Linked DNA regions of Pan troglodytes: region 1 is linked to region 2. Evidence: chromatin contacts called from public Hi-C data. All regions are on one chromosome and are shown on one strand. Each heading gives the region's core, a stretch centred on a gene start, on an enhancer-like site or on the middle of the called end of the contact. The rest is flanking DNA. Distances are from core to core; before and after follow the strand shown. Region 1 holds the start of COX17 (cytochrome c oxidase copper chaperone COX17). Region 2 holds the start of ARHGAP31 (Rho GTPase activating protein 31).

The links. Hi-C and Micro-C count contacts between places; a contact is called where the count stands out from the background.
Region 1: a contact with region 2 is called in a Hi-C map of stem cell-derived neural progenitor cells, with 4 times the contacts expected there. The contact joins the promoter of COX17 here to the promoter of ARHGAP31 in region 2. A contact is called at or near these places in 2 of 7 Hi-C or Micro-C datasets (induced pluripotent stem cells and stem cell-derived neural progenitor cells) and 1 of 1 datasets of contacts at active chromatin or transcription factors (stem cell-derived excitatory neurons).

Annotation. Positions count from the first base shown.
Region 1 is chr2:122,977,133-122,982,913 of NHGRI_mPanTro3-v2.0_pri, forward strand. It overlaps COX17 (cytochrome c oxidase copper chaperone COX17), which reads right to left and starts at 4,216. Exons shown (of 3, transcript NM_001252540.1): 1 at 4,034-4,216; 2 at 1,987-2,075. The coding sequence starts at 4,140. The coding sequence ends at 1,991.
Region 2 is chr2:122,592,564-122,598,370 of NHGRI_mPanTro3-v2.0_pri, forward strand. It overlaps ARHGAP31 (Rho GTPase activating protein 31), which reads left to right and starts at 3,412. Exons shown (of 12, transcript XM_001162142.7): 1 at 3,412-4,610. The coding sequence starts at 4,511.

The DNA.
Region 1 (5,781 bases), core at 2,966-5,465, 390 kb after region 2:
GATACTGCACAACCCACCTTGGGGGCCATTTCATAACCATAAGCTTTAATTTCCTTATTTATTCATTCATTTAACAATCCTCCATTAAGCACCTACTATGCGCCAGGCACTGTTATAGGTAGTGGGGATATGACAGTAAATGAAATAGAAAATTCCTACTTCCTCAGAGCTTACATTGTAGCTGCCATGAAGCAACACAGGTAATTAAAAATATATATATCATGCAGGTGACAGTGTATAGAATAGAGTAGCCACTAGCCACATGTAGCTATTAAAATTTTTACAAACTAAAAATTCAGTACCTCACTCTCACCAGCCACAATTCAAGTGCTCAACAGCCACATATGGCTACTGGCTACCAGACTGGCAAGTGCAGATACAGAGCATGTCCATCTTCACAGAAAGCTCTTAGGACAGCACCATGATAGAGTGATGGGGAAGGGATGTAATTTACATGGGGTGTTGAGGGAAAGCCTCTCTAATAAGGAGACTTTTGAGAGAGACCTGAGTAAAGGGGGAGTGGGGCGAGGGGGTGAGCTAAGTTGATAACTGAAGAAAGAGCTTCCAAACAAAAGAGTATCATTTGTTTGTGGAATTGTTGGACACATATCACTTAAGGTCCCTTTCAGCACTTAAAATGGGTTAAGAGTTCCAAGTTCTTTTAAAAATGGCCTGAGGCCCACCGCCCTGTCTGGGATGTCAGGAGTGCCACTGCCCGGCTGCCCACTGTCTGGGAAGTGAGGAGTGCCTCTGTCCGGCCACCCCGTCTGGGAAGTGAGGTGCCTCTCTGCCCGGCCACTGCCCCGTCTGGGAAGTGAGGTGCCCCTCTGCCCGGCTGCTGCCCCGTCTGGGAAGTGAGGAGCGCCTCTGCCCAGCTGCTGCCCCGTCTGGGATGTGAGGAGCGCCTCTGCCCAGCTGCCGCCCCGTCTGGGATGTGAGGAGTGCCTCTGCCTGGCCGCCCCACCGTCTGGGAAGTGTGGAGCGTCTCTGCCCAGCTGCCCACTGTCTGGGAAGTGAGGAGTGCCTCGGCCTGGCTTCCGCCCTGTCTGGGAAGTGAAGAGCACCACTGCCCGGCTGCCCCACGTCTGGGAAGTGAGGAGCACCTCTGCCCGGCCGCTGTGCAACCTTCCAAGTGTGAAGTGACAGCCCTGTGTGTGATCTTTTCTGTCTTCCCCAAGTTTGCATTTTTGATATTAAAGTTTACTTTTTAATTAAAAAAAAAATGGCCTGAGGCTTTAGTTTTATTCGAATAAAGCATGCTACAATTCCATTTTCATTTTTCAGAAAGCAATACTTCCATGGGATACCCACTCCCTACTTAAAAGCATTCTTTGGCCAGGCATAGTGGCTCACACCTCTTAATCCCAGCACTTTGGGAGACCAAGGCAGGAGGATTGCTTGAGTCCAAGAGGTTGAGACCAGCCTGGGCAAGATGGTGAAACCCCATCTCTAAAAAACAATACAAAAAATTAGCCAGGCATGGTGGCCCACACCTGTAGTCCCAGTTACTCAGGAGGCTGAGGGGAGGATCACCTGAACCTCCCAGGTTGAGGCTGCAATGAGCTGTGATTGGGCCACTTCACCCCAGCCTGGGTAACAGAGTCAGACCCTGTCTCAAAAAAAAAAAAAAAAAAAAAAAAAAAAAAAAAAAAAAAAAAGGCATTTACTGAAGTCCCACAATATTAGAAACAAGAAAGAGAATATGTTTCTTTTAGTTCCTTCAGTCAATTTTCCTAAAGCCATGGGACCCAAAGGCTTTTGTCAAACCCTTTCTTAAAAGCTCAGTTCTCCCCTTCCCCAATCCGCTAAATGACTGTCTTTACTGACATAATTTACTCCCTTCATTGGGAACTGAAAAATCATGGTTTTTTCAAATCGATACTTAGGCATTTTAGATTAACCAGGTGAACTACCTTTCAGAGAGAATGTAGCCCAATTGTTGCTAAATCTGTAAAGCAATACACAACTTTGAAGCAAGAAGCTTACCATTTCATATTTTAAATCCTAGGGCTCTCATGCATTCCTTGTGGGCCTCAATTAGATGTCCACAGTGTTCTTCTCCTTTCTCGATGATACTATAAAACAAAATGTACTTGTTATCTAAATATGCATTAAGCACATTATTAAGTATGCATGATAGTGATGGGGAGTGAGACAAAACACGGGTATAATGGAATGTAGCTGGAATTAAAACAAATGCTATTACCTCAAACAGCTTTGTTTTTATTTGATCTTATGATATGCCCATGCCTATGAAGACATTCCACAGATAAGTGATTTTGGGGGGGAAATCTGATAAGAAATAATCACGCATATTAAATATTGCCTCTAGTCAATATCCAAGGAGTAACACTGCTCTATAAAGAAATAAACTGACTGAGTAAAATATTTATGCTAAATGAAGGGCACAGAGAACAGCTCAACTTTCTGCTTATTATCACAGAGAAATTAACTTTCTGATTTTGCCCTACATTCAAACACAACCAAATAAATCTACTTCTAATTACATCAAAAACATCTGGTAGCCAGGAGACCGAGATAAGCACCCCTCATGATGATCAAAGAATATTTTACTTGTAAAATTCACAAAGTAAAGACTAGGACTACACAGCTTTATTTCTAAGGCCTGAAAATGTGATTTAGCAAATAATCAAGTTAAGCCCAATTCAATTACAAGGAAAAACTGACTCCTGACTATGGATATTTGGGGAGAACCCACGTGGTCTGAGGCAATCGAGGCAAAAGGAATTTAACAAAGGGAATAGGTTCTCCTTCCATGGAAACTCTACCCATGCTTCAATAGCTCAAGAGCTGCCTGCAAATGGGAGATTGCCTGGGATAGTGAGATCATTGTGAAGATAATAGCTAGCATTCATTGATCATTTATTGCCATGTATACTGTGTTAGCCACTTGACATGGTTTGTATCATTAATCTTTACAATAATACTGGAGGGAGTTTCTTTTATTAGAGTCATTTTACAGACACATGAGGCTCAAGGTCACCAAGTTAGTGGATTAACATTCAAACCTTGACTGTGGATCCCAGACTCTTAATCATGCTGTCATACTATTCAAGGTTCAACAGCACTTACTGTTACCACTGGAACAATTTGTTCAGACTGCAGTCTTTCAATCCTACCCGTATTATTTACAAAGTACTGAGGATTAATAAAAGCACTAAGCTCCTACACTCTTATTATCCCATTATAGCACTAATGATTTCTTTCTTATATCTACTATCTGGGAAGACAAAAGGGGCCAGAGGAAGAGATGCACATTCACGTTATCTGAGGACGTCCTCTAATGAGATTTGCTCCACAAGAGAGGCTATATAAAATGAGAACAAATCTTTTGTGGATTGACAATCTAGATGAACTATTCTTAATACTTTGTCCCCTGCGTCGTAGACTGGTTGATTTTCAACTTTTGGTTGCCTTAAAAGGGTTGAAGCGTAACTCTTCAGAACTGTAAGGAATACACTCTGTGTCCTACTGTCTCTAAATTTTGGGAGAAAGCCTTAGAAATTACCAGAAAACCTTTCCTGTTTGGTCTTAACAAATCTATCATAGCCCTTACCACGTGGTATACAAGTCATTGGTTTATGTCTCCATTAACTTTAAGCTCCTTTATATCAAGATGCATCTTTATCCATGTCTACATCTTCGGACCTAACGCAGTGCTTAACCCATAACAGATACTCAAAACACATTTGTAGGAAGGAATGAGTGGTTGAAGCTTGCCGTTCTCCTCTCTCTCCATCGTTTCCGGGGACTAAGCTACGGGATAAGTCAACAGAGACCCGACCACGAAACCTACAAGGCCCAATAATTATCTCCAGAGCGCCGCAATGGGGCGGGGCGGGGGCAGACAGGGAGGAGGAGTGGGGGAAGGGGGGAAGGAAGAGGGCAGAGGGCAGAAGGCAGAGCGCAGAGGGCAGAAGGCAGAGGGCAGAGGCCGTAGGGCATAGGCACCGGAAGGCACAGGCCGCGGCCCGGGGCTCGTCGGCCGCGCCCTCTCCGGCTGCGCACTGACCACGCATCGCGCGCCTTCTTGGTCTCCGGGCAAGCGCAGCAGGGCTTCAGCGGCTTCTTCTCCTGAGACTCAGGCGGGGCAGGGTTTGAGTCAACCAGACCCGGCATCTTTCGCGCCAAAAGCAGCTATGAGCGGAGACAGCCAAATCTATGCCAGCCTCGCCAAACGCCGATTCGTCCGCAGTCACTTCCGGCAGTCGCTCTAAAAAGTACAGGAAGTCCTGCTTCTCTCTGACAGGTGGGGAATTTAAAAGGAGCGCGTGCGCAGAAGAGGCAAAATTCGGGCCTTAACGCGAGGGTGCCCCTTCAGCGCATGCGCAAGGAGGCCCGCGGAACGCTCACCTGGACTGTGGTATTTACACTCTAGGACTCTAGGTCATAGAGTATTTGTTAAATCAACTTGGGGAGGGCTCACGAAGAAAGAAAGCAGCAAGACAACTGAGAGATCTCGTAACACCCGCTCCTCCCCACCCAATATCGAAACGGAAGCCCAAGATGGTGAAATGATTTGTTCAAGCCAAACAGGAGAAACCACAAGTGAAAGCCAGTTCCCTTGAATAACAGACTAGTTTCCCCCTTTTCTTTTATCCGCCTTCTTCCTGATCCCCACACACTGCAGGCCTTTCCTCTCTTTCATTGACCTATTTAAAAATGAATAGCAAAGACATAGAGCCACCGAGTCCACAACTACTGGGGGAATTTAAAAGGTCCTCTAACCCCCTATACACCTCCTACGCACATTAAATCCTCAGCTAATTTGCATTTATAGCCCCCCTCCAACTGATCTGAATTCAGTATGAATTATTCAGTCATATATTTATTAATATACTGATGAATAAAATTGAAAAATACCATTTCCATAGCATTTCCTCAGGTACATAGATAAACTGGTGCCCGTCTTATTCGCAACGAAATGGATATAATCATTGGATTTTTTTCCTGCAGAGAATTGTTGGAAACAGGCAATAAACTCTTTTATTTTATTTTATTTTATTTTTTGGAGATAGGGTCTTGCTCTGTCGCCCAGGCTGGAGTGAAGTGGCACGATCTTGGCTGACTGCAACCTCCACCTTCTGGGTTCAAGCAATTCTCCTGCCTCAGCCTCCTGAGTAGCTGGGATTACAGGTGTGCACCACCACGCCCGGGTAATTTTTGCATTTTTTAGTAGAGACAGGGTTTCGCCATGCTGGCCAGGCTGGTCTCGAACTCTGACCTCAGGTGATCCGCCCACATCAGCCTCCAAAAGTGCTAGGTTATAGGCGTGAGCCACTGCGCCTGGCCAATAAAATCATTTTTTAAAGCAGGACTTGGAGGCACTGTTCAATAGCTGCTGGGTGATAGGTATTTTTAGGTACTTAAACTTTCAGCATCACCTAATCAAAGTTTGTTTCTATATTATAGATATTTAACTCAGGGAATTTACAGGCGTGTCTGTGAACTGGTGCTGTATAAGAGTAATTTCTGTATGTGTATTTTTCAGGTTACTAAGACCATCCCCATTTTGTCATCTGAAAACTTTCAATAAGGATGATTTTTATTTCCTTCTGGATTGATATTTTTAATAATACAACACATTACCCTCATGTTCTAAATTCACCCTCATCCATTATTATCAATTCTTTCAACTAGGTGCTAACTCACATTGTTTAGAATCTTGCTAATCAAACAGTGCTTCCTGGATGAGCAATATCAACATCACTTGTAACCTTAATATACAATAAAATGTGGTTCAACAAATCATTGGGGAAA
Region 2 (5,807 bases), core at 2,162-4,661:
TGCAAAGGCTCTGTGTCTTCATGCTGCCTTCCTGGACTTCCAATCACCACAGGTCCATCTCCACTACCCCACTGCACTCCAGCACTCTGCTTTTGACACTTCAGTAAAATCTTAGCTGTTTATTTGTTGCCTTGGTCCTTTATTGTCAGGGGGATGAATGCCAGGCATATCTCTAAGTCAGTCATCTTGCTTTTCTACGTCTCTTTATTTACAGGAGAGAAGGTTGTTACCATCCTTGGTGATGAAGGAAACAGATAGCTCATGTTGATAGGCATCAGTCCTCAATAAGTGCAGGTAAGAGGGATCATAGGCAGCAACAGAATTCTGAGGTATCTCTGTGTGAGCAAAGAGCTTTTCCAGTAAATTGCACCATGACAGTCTGCTAAAGGCATAATTTATATGATCACCAAATGGCTTCTCAATTAGTCTTTCTGTTAACATTCCTACACTATCTCCATACCAGCTTGTTTCTTAGGTAATGCTCAGCCAAACAGAAATCAGATTTTGGAACCAAATCAGATTTTCTTCTATAGCCCCAGAAAATACTTTGCTTAGAATAAGCAAGGAGAAAGAGAAAAAAATGGGAAGAGAAAGAGATATGTAGAGGAAGAAAAGAGAAAGAAAAATTGGAAAAAAAAATCTAAAACAAGCACTAGATTCAAGTTTGGCATCTATCGCAGGACATACTCAACATTAAGAGGGGGCAGAAAACAAATAGGGAGGGGGACAGCTTTCCAACTCCCCAAATCAGGTTGTCACCATGTGACTTCATTATCTCGGTTGAAATATTGTGAATTCATCCCACCATTTGGTGTGAATAATGAGTTATCATCAAGATAACCTTGAAATGCACATCACGTGTACATTTCAGATAAGGTTTGTTTAATCAGCACAGGAATAATAAACACTTTGCTAGGTGCTCAGTATTACCTCCATCTTGAACTCTTACAAACTTGAACCCAACTTAACATGAAGCAGGGATCAAAATGTCCATCAGGCCATTCCAGGTTGAAAATCCTATGATGCCAGAGGCATTCGGGGAAATTCTAAGTAAAGCATAGAAGAATCTCAGGGCTATGTTAAGGTCACTAACTGGCCTCACTGCTTCACCTAGACAGCCCTGTTTTTCAACAAACTACAACTGCCGGGTTTGATGGTGATTATGGGGATTTTGTACATAGCTAAAGTTATACTATGAAGTATTTTTGAAGTATTTTGAGAATTACTTGTAAATTATTGTTTGCATGCTTAACTGATAGCCTTCATTATGAGAAAGACCATATTTAATAAAAATTGTATGTAATTTAAAAATTAATTCAGACTTGAAGAAAGTGTTGATTGATTAATATTATTGTATCAATATAAACTTTCTAATTTTGATAACTATACTCTCATTGTATAAGATATTAATATTTGGGGAAGTTGGGTGAAAGGTATATGGGAATTCCTTGACTATTTTTTTGTAAATTTTTTTTTTTTTTTTTTTGCGACGGAGTCTCGCTCTGTCGCCCAAGCTGGAGTACAGTGGCACCATCTCGGCTCACTGCAAGCTCCACCTCCCGGGTTCACACCATTCTCCTGCCTCAGCCTCCCAAGTAGCTGGGACTGCAGGCGCCTGCCACCACCATGCCCGGCTAATTTTTTTGTATTTTTAGTAGAGACGGGGTTTCACCGCGTTAGCCATGATGGTCTCGATCTCCTGACCTCGTGATCGCCCACCTCGGCCTCCGAAAGTGCTGGGATTACAGGCGTGAACCACTGCGCCTGGCCTGTAAATTATTTATAAGCTGGAATTACTTGAAAATGAAACATTAAAAGGAAGTTTTAAAATATTTAAAAAGGTAATTAACAGGGCTTGGCAATTTCTCCATTATTTGCACTCAGAAAAGGGGCTCTTTCAGCCTCTCTCTTTTGCTGACAAGATGATGAAATCCACCACGTAAGTCAGATGAAAGAATGAATGCAAAAGTCCTTGCTGAAGTAAACTGCTAAGCAAATGCTAATAGTGATCATTATAGTCCCATATGGAGCTGCTTCTCTATAAATAAAGGGAGGAACAAGCCATTGTACCAAATACCTTATCAGATACTCTCCAAGCAGTTTACAAAATGCTTAGAAATTGCTGCCCTAAAAGTAGGACTCGGGGAGCTATTGAAAGGTTTTCAGCAAGGCAGGCAGGCATATAACAACAGCAATCCTTCAAGATGACTCCTCAAGCTTTTAATACATAGGATGGAGGAAGTGGAGGAGATTGGACTCAACAAATCCCACTAGGAGTTACTTTAATAATTGAGGAGTGGATGGTCCTCATTGAGTGGGCCTGGAAAGGAATAAACCAAGCTGAGAGGCATGGTGAAGAGCTCATCGTCTGGGCGGGACTACCTTGCAGGTGGGAGAGGAAGGAGACAAATGAGTCTGTGGTTACTTGAAGACATTTCACCAAGATGACTGGGGCAAATGCTTCTCAGTGTCACTGAGAGATGGAAAATGAAAAACAGGAAAGACAATTCATAGAGGTTGGGCTGCAAACTCAAGTGGCAGCAGAGGCCAGGCAGGTGCAAAAGGGGGAAGACAGGCCGTGGGGTCTGCAAAACTGCAAGAGTCGTCTCTCTAAAGAGGGTGCCTCCAAGGGGCCTGCCACAACTCAGCATCAGCCGTCCTTGCCATATGGGAATGCACTTGTGGTGTAACTAGATCTTCCATTTTTTCAAGAGAAGCCAGAAATTCAGATCTTATGTGAAATCTCTTAACTTTTTAATGCTAGCTACTAATTTTAAAACGTGTTAAAGCATGGTGTCTGCCAGCCAAGTACATCTATGGGCCAGATCTGGCAGGCTGGCTATCAAGTTGTGACCTCTGACATAGAGAAAATGTCAAGGGTCAAAGTTCATAGACTGTTAAGGTGATACATAGAGAGACAGTGACTGTAAAGGGATTCAGTACCTAAAATGCTACGGATGCAGCTTTGCCAGCAATCTGAGCTGTATGACATATGCCCCTATCCTTCAAGCCTGTATATGGATTTGAATTTATACAGGAAGTTTCATCTAATCCTCAAATGGTTAAATCACAAGAATTTGAGTGCTTTCTGTGTGTTGAGTACACAGAAGTTAAAGAATTTAAAATCTAACTGGAGAAGAAAAAAACATGCCCTCTTGAAACAACTTGAAACAAATTATGAAAGAACCTGGGAGACTGCTTTCTTCACATTTCATGTGTCAGAGGCATCTTAAATCCTGGTTTGTCCCCCCCAAATCACTTCCATTTAGAAAACTTTGCAGTAGTGTGTGTGTGTGTGTGTGTGTGTGTGTGTATGTATGTGTCTTGAATATGTAACCAGAAATCTGATTTCCTGGGCAGTGGTTACAAAGCTGCAGCCTCTCTTTGCCCAGGGGTATCTTTACCCCAGCGTGGGAGGGGAGTGAGCTGAGGTGGGGGTGCACGAACGCTGCAGAGGAGGTTGGGATGGGAGTGGCCGGCGTGAAGCCACTGCCTGTCAGGTTTCTCCGCTGGAGTCCCCTGTTTGTCTCTGTCATTACTCTTTAAGTATTTGCGTAGCAGACAGGCGGGCACCGAAATAGAAAGTGTCAAAGATACGATGACAATGAGGATAAAACCAGGGCAGAGGGTTCTGAAAGTCCCAACCAGCACGGTCCCCGCAGAATGCCAGCGCACCTCCTCCCGCCACTTCAAAGAGCCGGCTCGGCGGGGCAGGAAGCGGCGGCTGCGGCTGCGGGTCCTGCGAGGAGAGCGCGATTTCCTCCGGGGCTGCCCAGTTATCTCTGGAGTCGCAGAACTGCTCTCGGGAGAACGCGTTCTCTACCCCAACCCCGTGCTCCTCAACCCACCCACCTACTTCCTCTAGCTCCACACACTCACAAGCACCGAGCTGCCAAAAATTTCCACCCTCCGCCCCCCTCCCTAGCTAACTTCCTTCCAGCATTTCCTGAGCTGGATGATCCTAGGATTTGTAAGACAGGAAAAAAAGGAAGGCGTGAGGGCGGGCAGCAGGGACAGGATGCTTGTTTTTCGCTCTACCAAAGTCGTCTGAAGGCGAGACAGCGGGCCCAGGGCGCAGGACCCACCGCAGCCCCCTGGGCAGTCTCCTCGCCCCGCGTCCGCGTCCTCTCCGGGGCACTTAGGAAGGCGGGGGGAGAGCTTGCCCTCCCTCCTAAGCGGAGGAGAAACACCCGAAGACACCGCAGGAGCCTGTGAAAGTCCCTAGGACTCCGAGTGAGGAAGTGACACTCCCAGGCGAGCCGGCCCGCGGCTGCCAGTCTGCACGGCCTCGGCACGGCGGCCCCGGAGCGGCGCAGGGTGGATCTCAGGCTCTGCCGGCCCGCGGCCCGCGGGGTCCATGCGCAGGGCCCCCAGCCCAAGTTCTTCCATCTTCCGATGCGGCCCCCCCGAGCCGCGGGGCAGCCGGTGATCTAGCCCGGGAGCCCATCTTACAGCGGTGCCAAGCAGAGGGGCGGCAGAGACGGAGGGGCAGCCTCTTTGGGACTAACTCATGAAGAACAAGGGTGCTAAGCAGAAGCTGAAACGAAAGGGAGCCGCCAGCGCGTTTGGCTGTGACCTGACGGAGTATCTGGAAAGCTCGGGACAGGATGGTAATGTGCCTTGGCCTTTCTCCCCCGCCCCCCCACCTTCTTTTTGTTTGAGGGAGAGACGGACTCTCTCGAGTTGTGTCAGAGTCGGTTCACAAGTTAATGTATTCCAGGCCTGTGCGCTCATTGCACTTTTTTTTTCTTTTTTTTTTTTAAAGAACACAAACGATTCTTAAGGTGCACAGCGCTGCTGTCCCGACGCGCAGAGGCTGCTGTGTCAGTCCTTCCGTTTGCCTCACACAAGCTGTTAATGGGTGGTACTGCCGCAAGTTTACCGGGCCACCTCAGGGGATGGGGGTGGAAGCTGCAGAGGTCCCAATCCTAAACTTGGCACGTTGGAAGGGAGGGAGGAGGGGTGGACATGTGGGATGGTGATCAGTGGTCTTCCCTGGGTACAAAATCATGACCGCCTTAGCTGTCCCTCCTGGGCTCTCCAATTTCGTCTGCTCACATCTTTTTTTATTAATGTGTTAGAAGGCAGTTGCGGGTGGGGGGTGGGGGAGGATCCTGGCTGGGGGAGTGGTTGCACAAACATTTCTGAATTTCTGAGCTGATGCCAAATATATAGTACCTCCACCCCCTTTCCACAACCCCCTCCCCGCCCTGCAAGACCTTTTCCCTCCTCTTGGCTTTCAGATTAACATTTGGTGTGTCAGACAAGAAGAGTGTTGTAAAAAGGTCAGAGGGCCTCGATTTTTAAATAGTTTAGGGTAAGTAGAGAAAAGGAAAACTTCTCTGTTTTCAAGGTCAGATGGGGGTAGGGGGGAGTTGGGGATGGGGGAATCCAGCGGAGACAATTTAAACATTTGTTGGGGAAGGGGGAAAGAAAACACCATCTAGATTACAATAACAGCGTTTGAGCTTAGAAGTGTTTAATCATAGGAAAGTTGGAAAATTGAGCATTAAATGACTCCTTTTGTAAGGTTGACTGGTTTTGCACTTACCCTTGACAAAAAGGCCTTGTCTTCAGAAGCTTCAGCGAGAGGAAAATAGCCTACTATATGGGCCATGTGTTTATACATAGATAGATACAACAAAGGGGAAAACTAAGGGCTGTGTAACCGTGCGGAATAATTCTGCCTCCAGGAAAATAATCTCAAAACCTATTTGATTAGTCCATATCGAATATGCATTTCAAAAACAGTGCAATGCTTTTGTTTCACTTCTGTGTTTTGGGAGACTCAGCACCACCTAGTAATT